2 separate regions of the Mus musculus genome follow, and region 2 is linked to region 1. The links are chromatin contacts, called in public promoter capture Hi-C maps. All regions are on one chromosome and are shown on one strand. Each heading gives the region's core, a stretch centred on a gene start, on an enhancer-like site or on the middle of the called end of the contact. The rest is flanking DNA. Distances are from core to core; before and after follow the strand shown.

What was found. Promoter capture Hi-C pulls out the DNA fragments that hold promoters and counts their contacts.
Region 2: a contact with region 1 is called in a promoter capture Hi-C map of stem cell-derived epiblast-like cells, with 6 times the contacts expected there. The contact joins the promoter of Nek5 here to the enhancer-like site in region 1. A contact is called at or near these places in 5 of 39 promoter capture datasets (embryonic stem cells, hippocampal neurons, liver and 1 more) and 1 of 9 other capture datasets (adipose tissue).

The regions. Positions count from the first base shown.
Region 1 is chr8:21,781,675-21,787,386 of GRCm38.p6, reverse strand. The region is part of intron 1 of Defb1 (defensin beta 1); the gene reads right to left. Among named protein-coding and RNA genes, the nearest start is that of Defb1, 8.0 kb to the right of the region's middle. Within about 2 kb of position 3,231, at least 15 of the 459 cell types and tissues checked have an H3K27ac peak or open chromatin away from gene starts, as enhancers often do. A contact at or near this core is called in stem cell-derived epiblast-like cells, where this site is marked.
Region 2 is chr8:22,122,247-22,127,958 of GRCm38.p6, reverse strand. Nek5 (NIMA (never in mitosis gene a)-related expressed kinase 5) reads left to right here and starts at 2,892. Exons shown (of 19, transcript NM_001347318.2): 1 at 2,892-2,973; 2 at 4,278-4,415. The coding sequence starts at 4,299.

The DNA.
Region 1 (5,712 bases), core at 1,982-4,481:
AATATGTACTCACTGATAAGTGGATACTAGCCCAAAACCTAGGATACCCACGATATAAGATACAATTTCCTAAACACATGAAACTCAAGAAAAGTGAAGACTGAAGTGTGGACACTATGCCCCTCCTTAGAAGTGGGAACAAAACACCCATGGAAGGAGTTACAGAAACAAAGTTTGGAGCTGAGATGAAAGGATGGACCATGTAGAGACTGCCATATCCAGGGATCCACCCCATAATCAGCATCCAAACGCTGACACCATTGCATATACTAGCAAGATTTTATCGAAAGGACCCAGATGTAGCTGTCTCTTGTGAGACTATGCCGGGGCCTAGCAAACACAGAAGTGGATGCTCACAGTCAGCTAATGGATGGATCACAGGGCTCCCAATGGAGGAGCTAGAGAAAGTACCCAAGGAGCTAAAGGGATCTTCAACCCTATAGGTGGAACAACATTATGAACTAACCAGTACCCCTGAGCTCTTGACTCTAGCTGCATATGTATCAAAAGATGGCCTAGTCGGCCATCACTGGAAAGAGAGGCCCATTGGACACGCAGACTTTGTGTGCCCCGGTACAGGGGAACGCCAGGGCCAAAGGGGGGGAGTGGGTGGGTAGGGGAGTGGGGGTGGGTGGGTAAGGGGGACTTTTGGTATAGCATTGGAAATGTAAATGAGCTAAATACCTAATAAAAAATGGAAAAAAAAAAAAAGAAATAAGCACAATACAACCCATAAACATAATAAAGGGAAGAGATTTTCACGGCCATGATGATAGATGCAGAAAATAACTCGGCATAAACTTAATATCTACTATGCTAAAACCTCGAAGAAACCAGGGATAGAATGATCATGCCTCAACACAGCAAGATTATATGTTACAAACTCATAGCCAGCATTATACTGTGTGGAAAAAAATTGAAAGTATTTCCTGTTAATACCAGGAAGGAGTTGACTGTATGTATTCTCACCACTTCTATTTAATATAATGTTTCTCTTAATTATCTGTTGCTGTGATAAGACATCATGACCAAAAGCATCCTAGAGAAGAAATGGGTCTATGCTTCCAAGGTTAGGGATAGAGCCCATCGAAGTGGGGAAGTCATGGTAAAAGATGGGTAAAACATAGTTGCAGGAGCAGGGAGCCAGCTGATCACATTTCATCACACAGGAAGCAGGAAGACAAAACAGGAAGTGGAGTGAGGCTATGTACCTTCAGAAGCCTGTGACTTCTTCATCCGGTAAGGCTGTCCCTCCTGAAGCTCCCATAACCTATCCCAACAGTGTCACTTACTGGTGACACCATGTTCAGGTGCATGAGCCTATGGGGGATATTTCTTGTTCAAACCACAACCTTCTCCATGTGGCTCTCTAAGGCTCATTCATAGTCATACCATGATGAGAATACATTTAATCCAACTGCAAAAGTCCTCCTAGTCTTTAACAGTTGCAACACTGGTCCAACACCCAAAGTCTCTTTTGAGACCCAAAACAATGTCTTAACATACCTTACAGAACAAATCACATACTTTCAACGTTAAACAGAATATACATTACCATTCCAAAATAAAGGAGTATGGGTACAGCAGGGAACGATTAGACCAAAGCAAAACTGAAATCCATCCTGGAAAATCCAAATTCTTTAGGTCCATGTATGGCATCTGAAGCCTCAGCTTCAATAGGTATAGATGGTACTGACTCTCTAGCTTTGCTGCCTGCAACATATATTTTTATCTTGGGCTGATTCTTGATTCCATTTCCTGTATGCAATTCTTCTTGGCAGATACATCATGGATCTGGCATCTCAAACATCTTGGGCAACCCAAGCCCAAGATTTTTATTTTATTTTTATTATCACATCCTTATGCAATGGCCCCCTTAGGGATTCCTTGACTATACTCTGGCTTTGACATAAATTACCTGGCCTCCACAGTTCTCTGAAACTGCAAATGAAAAACCCATGGTCCTCTCAATCTTGCATATTTTTTTTCTTTAAAAAAAAAAAAAGTACCACATGGGTAACATTGTCAACTTCTGTACCCAGCTTGAGATAGCTCCTGGCCACTTGGACCTCAGTTGCAGAAGATTCTGAATACAGCACTCTCATAACCTGGAGGCCCACCCAAGTGGGGTCTTGCCTTCACAACACATTTCCTGTTGTTCTTGTCCAGATCATACAGCTTCTCTTCAACAAATACAAACTCTTTTTCAGCACAAAATTGAAGTCTTAAGTTTCCTTGTAATGTTTGCTTTCCTGTATACTTTTAAAATTTCATCCTACCAGATCTGTTGCCCTAATAACCATGCCACAGACTCAACCCTATGGTGTGTTAAAATTTAATCCCCAGCAACAACAAAATAAATTACTTTTTAATTTAGCTCCACACAAACTCTCAGGTCATAGTCAGAATGCAACTAGATTCTTTGGCAAAATTTCATCATTGGTCTCTAGTCAGATACAATTTGAATCACTTTCTCCTCTGAAACCTCATTGGCCAGACCTCCATTGTTGGAATTTCCTTTAGAATTACTGTCTTCCAGGATCCCACTAGAAAAGCTCATTTATCTCTGTTTACAGAATTCAATTTTTCTAGTCTGAAGCGCCAAATTCTCCCATATTCCTCAGAAGAATAATATGATCTTGCTTTTCACAGCGTAGCCCCACTTTCGTGGTACCAACTTCTTTGTGGTTGTGATAGAATTCCATGACAAAGAGCAATTTAAGGGGGAAGGTGTTCTTTTGGCTAATGTTTCAGAGGGACAGAGTCCATCACAGTGGGGAAGTCATGGTGTCTTAGTTACTTTTCTAATATTGTGACAAAATTCCATGATGAAGACAACTTTGAAAAGAAAGCATTTTACAGATTCAAAGGGGTAGAGTTCATGATGTTGGAACAAGGGCATGTAAACAGGGATAGCTGAGAACTTGCTTCTTGAGCCACAAACAAGACACAGAGAGAAGAGCACCCTGGGGATGTGGGAAGGTTTTTGAAGTCCCACATCCTACTCCCATGACACACCTCCTCTGACAAGGATGCATCTTTTAATTCTTCCGAAACAATTCCACCAACTAGAGACCAAGTATTCAAACATATGGAATCCATTCTTATTCAACCCTCCACACATAGCAACAGTAACTAAAACCAAGCAGGAAGAGTAGAGAGCTGACTTGTCACATTCTATCTACATAAAGGAAGTAAACAAGAACAGGAAGTGAAGCAAAGCTTCTAACCATCAAAACCCACCCCCTGCTAACTACCTCCTCCAACGAGGTTCCACCTCCTAAAGGTTCCATAACCAAACACCATGACAGACCAGTGAACAAGTATTCAAATACCTGAGCCAATGGGAAACATTTCTTGTTCAAACCACAACAGTGCTTGAGTTCTTAACTAGAGAAATAAGGCAAAAGAAAGAAACAGAAGGGATACAAGTAAGAAAGAAAGAAATTATATCTATTTGCAGATGATGTAATCAGATATCTAAAGAAAAAATCTAAAAAGACTCCACCAAAGGCTTCTTAGATATAAGAAAACATTTTCAGTAAAGTGTGAGTTATATAATCAATATAGAAGAGCAAGTATATTTCTTAACACACAAATAAACAACTTGCTAGACAAGAAATAAGGAAAGCAAGCCCATTCACATTAGCCAAATATTTCACATTCCTGCATAATTTATGCAAATTATTTTACACATGCATAAAAGACGAGGTTAGAGACCTCTACAATGAAACCTCTAAAGAAAGTAAATGAATACACCAGGAAATAGACATTCTGTACTTATGAATCATCATGGCAATTTCACTGCAAATGATCAACAGAGTAGAGGCATTTCCTATCATAATTGTATGGCATTCTTCACAGAAATATAATAAGACACAATCCTTAAGTATAGAGTAACACAGAGAACTTCAAAACAACAGAAGCATTTCTGAACAAAAAGAGCAATATTGGGGGGATCATAAAACTTGACTTCAAGTTATACAAAAAACGGGCCTGGAAAACTGACTCAGTGTTTATGAGCACTGGCTGCTCTTACACGGGGACACAGGTTCGATTTCTAGTACCCACACGGTGGTTTAAAACCTGTGTTTAGCTCCAGTTCCAGGAGATTGGATGTCCTACTCTGACTTCTATGAGTTCCAAGTGTGCAAGTGGTGCACACACATACATGCACACAATCCCCACCCCCATTTAAAAAATTATACTGCAGAGCGATAGTAACAAAAATATATATAATAGAAGGCATAGAAATAAACCTACACTGGTAATTTGGTTCTTGTCAAAGTTGCTATGCTGATTAATTTTTATTATCAAATTAGTTAGGCTAGGAAGTGATTGCCAGAATAGAAAAACATAGCTCTATGTGCCTGTGATTGATTCCCAGAGAGGATTAATAAAAGGGAAAAAGCTTGGAGTGAGGGCAGCAACATTCCAAAAGTGTTACAAGTCTCATATTTGTATATTCTTATGCAAAATATTTATGTGTAGTGCATATCCAGACCTAGCTACATAATTATAATTTATTCTAGGAATTATAGACTAGAAAATAACTGAACTTTATAGAAATATATAGTTTTGAAGTGCTGGACTCAAACCAAGGGTTATGGAGCCAGACTGAGAGCCATCCTACCAGCTTAAGTGTAGAATGTTTTCTCTCATATATAGGATGAGGGAGTCATGGAGTAAGTGTGGGGCTGCTAAGGCTGTAGAAGGGGAAAGGTGAGGGAGGACTAGGAAGAGCAATGGGGTTTTGGTTATAATCACAAGACATTGCATGCATGTATGGAAATGATACAACAGAACCAGTTACGTTGTATTGTCTATATAATGTCAGCATTCTAGCCACACTCTAGAACAACTCTCCTGTGTGAGCTATCATAGACCATGACACCTCTCAAACTAAGAACGGAGGAACCTAGATTGTGAGATCTCCCCCATTCTCACACCCTGGGCTGCTTATTTCTCCCTCATGACTGGCTACTACATTTATAGCTGTTCTTCGCTATCCAAGGAAAACATTGCCCCCCACCCAACTTGAAGACATGAAAACCAAGTTTATTGTCATAAATTCATAATGTTTTAATTTTGTGTAAATATGATATGTAATCTTGATTTTTTCCAGACATTCTGAATCTCTACTCAGTAATGTTTTTTTACTTATTAATTTATTCTTTGAAAATTTCATACCTAAACTGGCATGAGACTTAAATCAATTCAGCATGACTTGGCATAGGGCAGAAGCCTAAGGATTTAGAGAAGAATGTCCAAAAATATTAATGAAGAAAATATATTAAAAGATTACGTGTAGTATTTGAGCTTTATATATCTGTGAAAATAAATTCTCTTAAGTAGCCTTTTGGCAACTGAGCTACAGGGGGAGTTTGAACCTGAGAATGAACATGCACCAATCAGGCTGCACATGTCGGGACTTTGTGTTCTCAGGTCTCCATTTTAAATCCACCCTGAGACCTGTGGGTGGGACTCTGGGGTTGTATAATGCAAGTATAGGCATATGTGAAGGTTTAAAATAAACATTGTAAGGGGAGACTGAAGAATTTCTGGTGGAAAGATAAAGTGTTTAGAATAAAAGAACTTCAGGTGAAATGGAATGGGTTGCCAAAAGACAATGGTTTAAGAAAAAAATTGAGGCCTCAATTCACCCATCTCTCCCACTGGGTCTACAGGTAGATTTGCCATTGAAGCATACAC
Region 2 (5,712 bases), core at 1,643-4,142, 340 kb before region 1:
CTCTGTCCCCAAAGAAGAAACAGGTATAAACAGGTTTCTCCTCACCCCATATGGTCCAGTCATTTATCAGGACCTGATGACATGCCAGCTATAAGTAGCTTATAGTTAACCCCCCCCTCCCTTTTTATCAATGCTGGGGATCAAACCCAGGACCTTATGAATGTCAGGCAGGTTTTGTACCACAGCTACACCTCCGCCCATCTTTTGTTTATCCTAACATGCAATGGCTGCTGTGTAAATTCACACTCCACCTGGACATCTCCTTGAACTTAGTCACATAGTCAGGGTTAGTCTCCCATGGTCCCGAGGTTGTCTGTCTGTCTGTCCTTGCCATTTCTGAGGAGTGCTGGTTACGTATTTTGTTTTTATCCTCCATTTGGGTATGTCCAGCAATCTTCACAAAGGTAAGGTCTGTCCTCCTCATGTCCTGTCAAGGAGTACATGATGTCGCCGTGGCATGCCTCAGATGCTGCTTGCCCCAAGCAGTAGTAACTCAGTACCTCTTAGGCTTCCCTACCATCACAGGTACTAAACTTCCATGTCCCAGTCAGTTCACTGTCACTAACTCAGGCCACACTGAAGCTGAGAGGTGTTAAGTCCTACCACTGTTGGTCAAAAGTATAATGTTACACCGAGTCATGGGTTTGGCAGCTTCATTCTTTCCAGATGGTTCCTGTGTCCTTTTGTGATGTTCTTGCCCTTTTACTAACAAGATGAAGTAGGATCAACCTATACCTTCTCTGTTCCAGCCCCAGGATCAACCATTTTCCCCCCAAGAGGTCATGGTTCCTCTCACTGGGTTAAAAGCCAGTGTCTGGGTGTTGAGTGTGCTTGCCGAGTGTGCTGGTTGCTCGAGGGATATCTGCGCTGTCTACATATCCGTGTTCTGTGCATCCCCATGTGTATGTATTGAGTCAAGCACTGCCTCATACAGAAGTCACGGAGTAATTCAGGTGTCTCTTCTTGCTCTTTTTCTATGTCTGCTTTCCCTGATGGTGAGGAACATGGCTTGCGACCACCTGCTTGGTTGTTCAGACCAGTACACGTCCAGAGCAGTGTCCAAATCGTTCACCCTCAATGCTCTGAGGAACAAGTTAGCATCCAGAGTGCAGAGCTTGTGCGTGGCCTCTGTTGCTGTCATCACCCTTCCTAGGTCAGTCCCTTAAACATTGTCTCCACGCTCTCCCGATGATGTTACATGCTCAAGAAAGCATCCATCTCCATTAGTATTTCCAAGACACTCAACTTCCATAGACGTCACCCTCCGCGCCTCTGTCCGCTCTAATCGCCAGATACAGACATCACAGCCCATCAGACAAAGCAAACTTGAGATCACTTGTGTATCTTCCCGCTGAGAGTAAGTCAGATTGCGAATCCTCTTGAAAATCAGATGATTTCTATTTTAAACCAAACTTCCTTGTGTTTGCTTCTTTGGGTGAGATCTGCCAGCCCTGGTAGCTTTTTAAAAAGAAAGGGGATTGGGTGTAACACACATCTTTAGTTTCAGCAGGAGGCAGAGGCAGGCATCTGGACCTCTCTGAGTTCCAGGCCAACCAGGGGTACATACTGAAACCCTGTCTACAGGGGGGGAAACAACAACAACAACAACAACAACAACAACACTTCATCTGTTCTAAGAAGTCCACTGTTGCCCATGTGGAACCCATTAGATTTTTAAGGAATTAATTTCCAAGATAATTTGATTTTAAAATTTTATTTCAATCAGTAGCATACTACTATAAAACAAAACAAATGCTGTAGTCAGGAAATACTAATTTCCAGTTATACGATTCTTTCGGAACATGGGAATCAGTAAGAATTTCAAACATTAAGAGGATTACATTTTTATAAAATTCTGTCCCAGGAAGTAGAATGTAGATAAAAGAGGGGGAAAAAAAAGGTGTGATGTCCGCTTTTAGAGAAGTGAGCTTTTTTGTGGAGGGGGCTGGATAACGGGGGGGGGGGGGTATGAAATGGTTACGGGTTTTAGATTCCACTGGATATAGCTATCTTGCTGTGTGAGTACCACCCCGAAAGTTATATATTCCCACAGGTAACCTATTGCAACGTGACTCTCAGGAAATGCTAGGTTGCAGATCACTGGGCAGCACCTGGGGTTTGTTAGTGGACCCAGGTTCTTTTCTGACATACACCTTTCAGCAGTAATTAAGACCTCGCATGAGAGCTAGAGAGATGGCTCAGCAATTAGTAGCACTGACTGCTCTTCCAGAGGTCCTGAGTTCAATTCCCAGCAACCACATGGTGTCTCACAACCATCTGTAATGAGATCTGATGCCCTCTTCTGGTGTGTCTGAAGACAGCAACAGTGTGCTCATTTATGTAAAATTAGTAATTCTTTAAGAAAAAAAAAAAAGACCTTGCATGAGAAACATGCTTCCTCCTGGGAGTATGTTACAGCTGTACACTGCTTAGCATGCTGGGGACCTTAGGAAAGTTGCCCCTAACTCCGTGCGCAAAAGGCCACCCAGAAAACAGGTCCGAGGCTTTAAAAAAAAAAATGCTGTTCATAGAATTCTGGAAAATGGCCACCCCAGCACACTCCCTGGAACCCGAAGGCTGCAACAAGAATCTGACATATCTTCCACCCCGCAGTTTTGGGAAAGTTTGCCCTTGGAGTGATTTCTCCCATTCCCTACTCTCCACTACAAAACCTTCTCAGACTTTGTCCCGCCTCCTCCTGCATCCTCAGACACCAAGCTACAGGTTGCCAACTCTCAGACCAATAAAAGTGTGCTTGTCCCACCTCTGACTTATTTATTATAGAGCGGAGGAGCGGGAAGACCCGGGGTACCTGGAAATGAGCCCTGGGGTTCTCCTCTGCTCCCGCCCAGCACTCCGCCCACTTCCCCCTCTCTCTCCCCCGGGCGAGGGTGGCCCTGCCCCTGCGTCTGGGAGGCTTAGCGGCTGGAGCACCGATTCTTCCATGCTCACTGCTTAACGCCCGCCGAGCAGGTAAGCTGAGCCCAATGTGTTCATTTTTCCGGAGCTGTCGCGGGCCCCTCGAAGCTGAGGGGAGAGAAATGGGAATCTAGGCAGGAGTAAACAGGGCGGCAACTAGGAAGCCCCGCTCACTGGGCTGCGTCGGTTTCCATGACAACGCACAAGCTACAAAAGTTCTGAACTCTGGTCTCCCGCCCACATGCTGGCTGTTGCCCTACGCTGACAACTTAGAAGTCCCCGTCTTGAAATTATAGGAAAACAACCTATAGTTGACCACCCAAGGCTTTAGAAGTCTGCATTGTGCCTGAGGCAGGAGGGTGACAAACTCAAGGCCTACGTGAACAGCTTAGACCTGTTTCAATAATGGTTTCCCAAAAGAATAAGCTCAATAGTAGGATGCCTACCCTGCATGTATGCAGTCCTGGGTTCGCTTCCCAGTACAGCAAAAAAAAAAAAAAAAAAAAAAAAAAAAAAAAAAAACCTTTATGCCCTGACTGTGGCATAAAAGGGAAACAGGAAAGCAACCTACAATGGAGTGCGTAGTCCACCTGTAAACTCCTGGAGCCCGTTGCCAGGACAGTCACCTGACTGCGGTTGCTAGAACTCTGGATCTCCCACTGACTGCAGCCCTACAGCCAGCCAGTAGATGGGGTATTTTTCCAAATTGGAGCGCAATTCATTGGAGAATGCCCAGACCCAACCAAGCCTCGGTTTCTATTCCTAGGAAGTACTAGTTAATCCCTCTTAGATAGATGTGATAGTTTGGTTCTAGAGGTAGATAATTACGAATTAGGTTTTTCTTTACATAAGGTTTGCAGAGACGTTTTGGTGATTCCTTGTTGTGTGTGACCAACAACTTTTGGATGGCATAGGTAGTACCTAAGGCCCCAAGTACATCTTAAATACCACAACGTAGAACCCCAGACACCAACAGAGTTCCCTGGCTTCCCTGTAGAAGGCAGCACGTCCCCACTGAGACCCGAACTGTGCGTGCCTCGCCCTTAGACTTACCGCTTTTTAGACAACCACCCACCCCGGACAAGCGACATGTCTTTCTTTCAAACACAAATAATTTTCCATTTCAGACGCTAGAGAAGAAAGGCTTTGTGAGGTGGTGAATTGTCTAAGATCCCAGCGTGACCTTGGAATCCACCAAACTAAACCCCTTTCCGCAGCGTTACTTGTGGCCAGAAGGAAGTTCCTTAGGTGTGTCTGAAACGCTGGGTGGAAAGTTTTAACAAACAGCTCCTTTGCTTTTCATCCCTCTTCTGCCGGCTAGTTGTCTTGTGCAGTCAAGGTTTTATTCTTCATTTTAGGAAGTTCTGACGCCTGGAGCCATGGATAACTTTCACCTGATTAAGATCATTGGGGAAGGCACCTTTGGGAAGGTGTACTTGGCTAAAGATAAATCAGAAAGCAGTCACTGTGTCATAAAAGAAATCAGTTTGACAAAGGTAAAGTTAAGTTTGAATTTTAGATAACTTTAAGTGGTATATCTAGCTTTAAATTTTGTTTGTTTGTTTATTATGCATATATACACGTGTGCCTGTGTGAATTTATGGGCACCTTGTGACTGCAAGCACCTGCAGAGGCCAGGCAGCATTGGAAGCCCCAGAACTTAATTTACAGGCAGTTCCGAGTCACCTGATGGGTGCTAAGAACTGAACCTAGGCCTTCTGCTCCAACAGTGGGCACTGAGTCGTCCCTCCAGCCCCCCCCCCCCCATATTTTTCTATGTTTGTTTATTTATTTATCTTTACTTATTCACTTTATATCTTGCTCACTGCCCTCTTCCCGGTCACCACAGTCCTTCTCCTGTCCCCCTTCCTCTTCTCCTCTGAGCAGGCAGGCAGCCCCCATAATCTTGCTATAGCATGAAAGCAAATACCTTTTTCACAGTTGTGCATTTTCAGGTTCACCTGATGCTCTCTTCTTTCATCCCCTTGAAACCCTCCCAGGAACATGTATTGCATTCATTCTCTTGGCCTGCTCTCCTCCCACTGAACAAAGGACTTGTCTGCATGCCCTTTACCTAACTTCATGTTCTCATTTTCTTTCTGTAATACTTTGATAGCCCAGGGGGTTGCACTATTAGGAGGTGTGGCTTTGTTGGAGTAGATGTGGCCTTGTTGGAGTGGGTATGTCACTGTGAGTGTGGGCTTTATTAACCCCATCCTAGCTGCCTGGAAGCCAGTCTTCTCCTAGCAGTCTTCAGATGAAGAAGTAAAACTCTCAGCTCCTCCTGAACCTCCTAGATGCTGCCATGTTCCCGCCTTGATGGTAATGGCCTGAATCTTTGAACCTGTAAGCCTGCCTCAATTAAATGTTGTCCTTATAAGAGGTGCCTTGGTCATGGTGTCTGTTCATAGCAGTAAAACCCTAACTAAGACACCTTCCCTCTGCTGTCTCCCACACCCCCTATGCCCCCTGCCCCCCAGCTCCATCCATCTCTACCACCCTGGTAGCTACATTTTTCAGAGTAAATTTAAAATTTAAAAAGCATTTTGAGCCTGGCGGCAGAGGCAGGCAGATTTCTGAGTTCGAGGCTAGCCTGGTCTACAAAGTGAGTTCCAGGACAGCCAGGGCTACACAGAGAAACCCTGTCTGGAAAAAAAAACAAAAAAACAAAAAAACAAACCCAAAACAAAACAAAAAAAAGCATTTTGAAATCTGAAATTCGTGTTCTGATCATGTTATTTAGAATAAGTCATGTGACACTGGATCTTAGATTAGAACCTAGGATTGAGAATG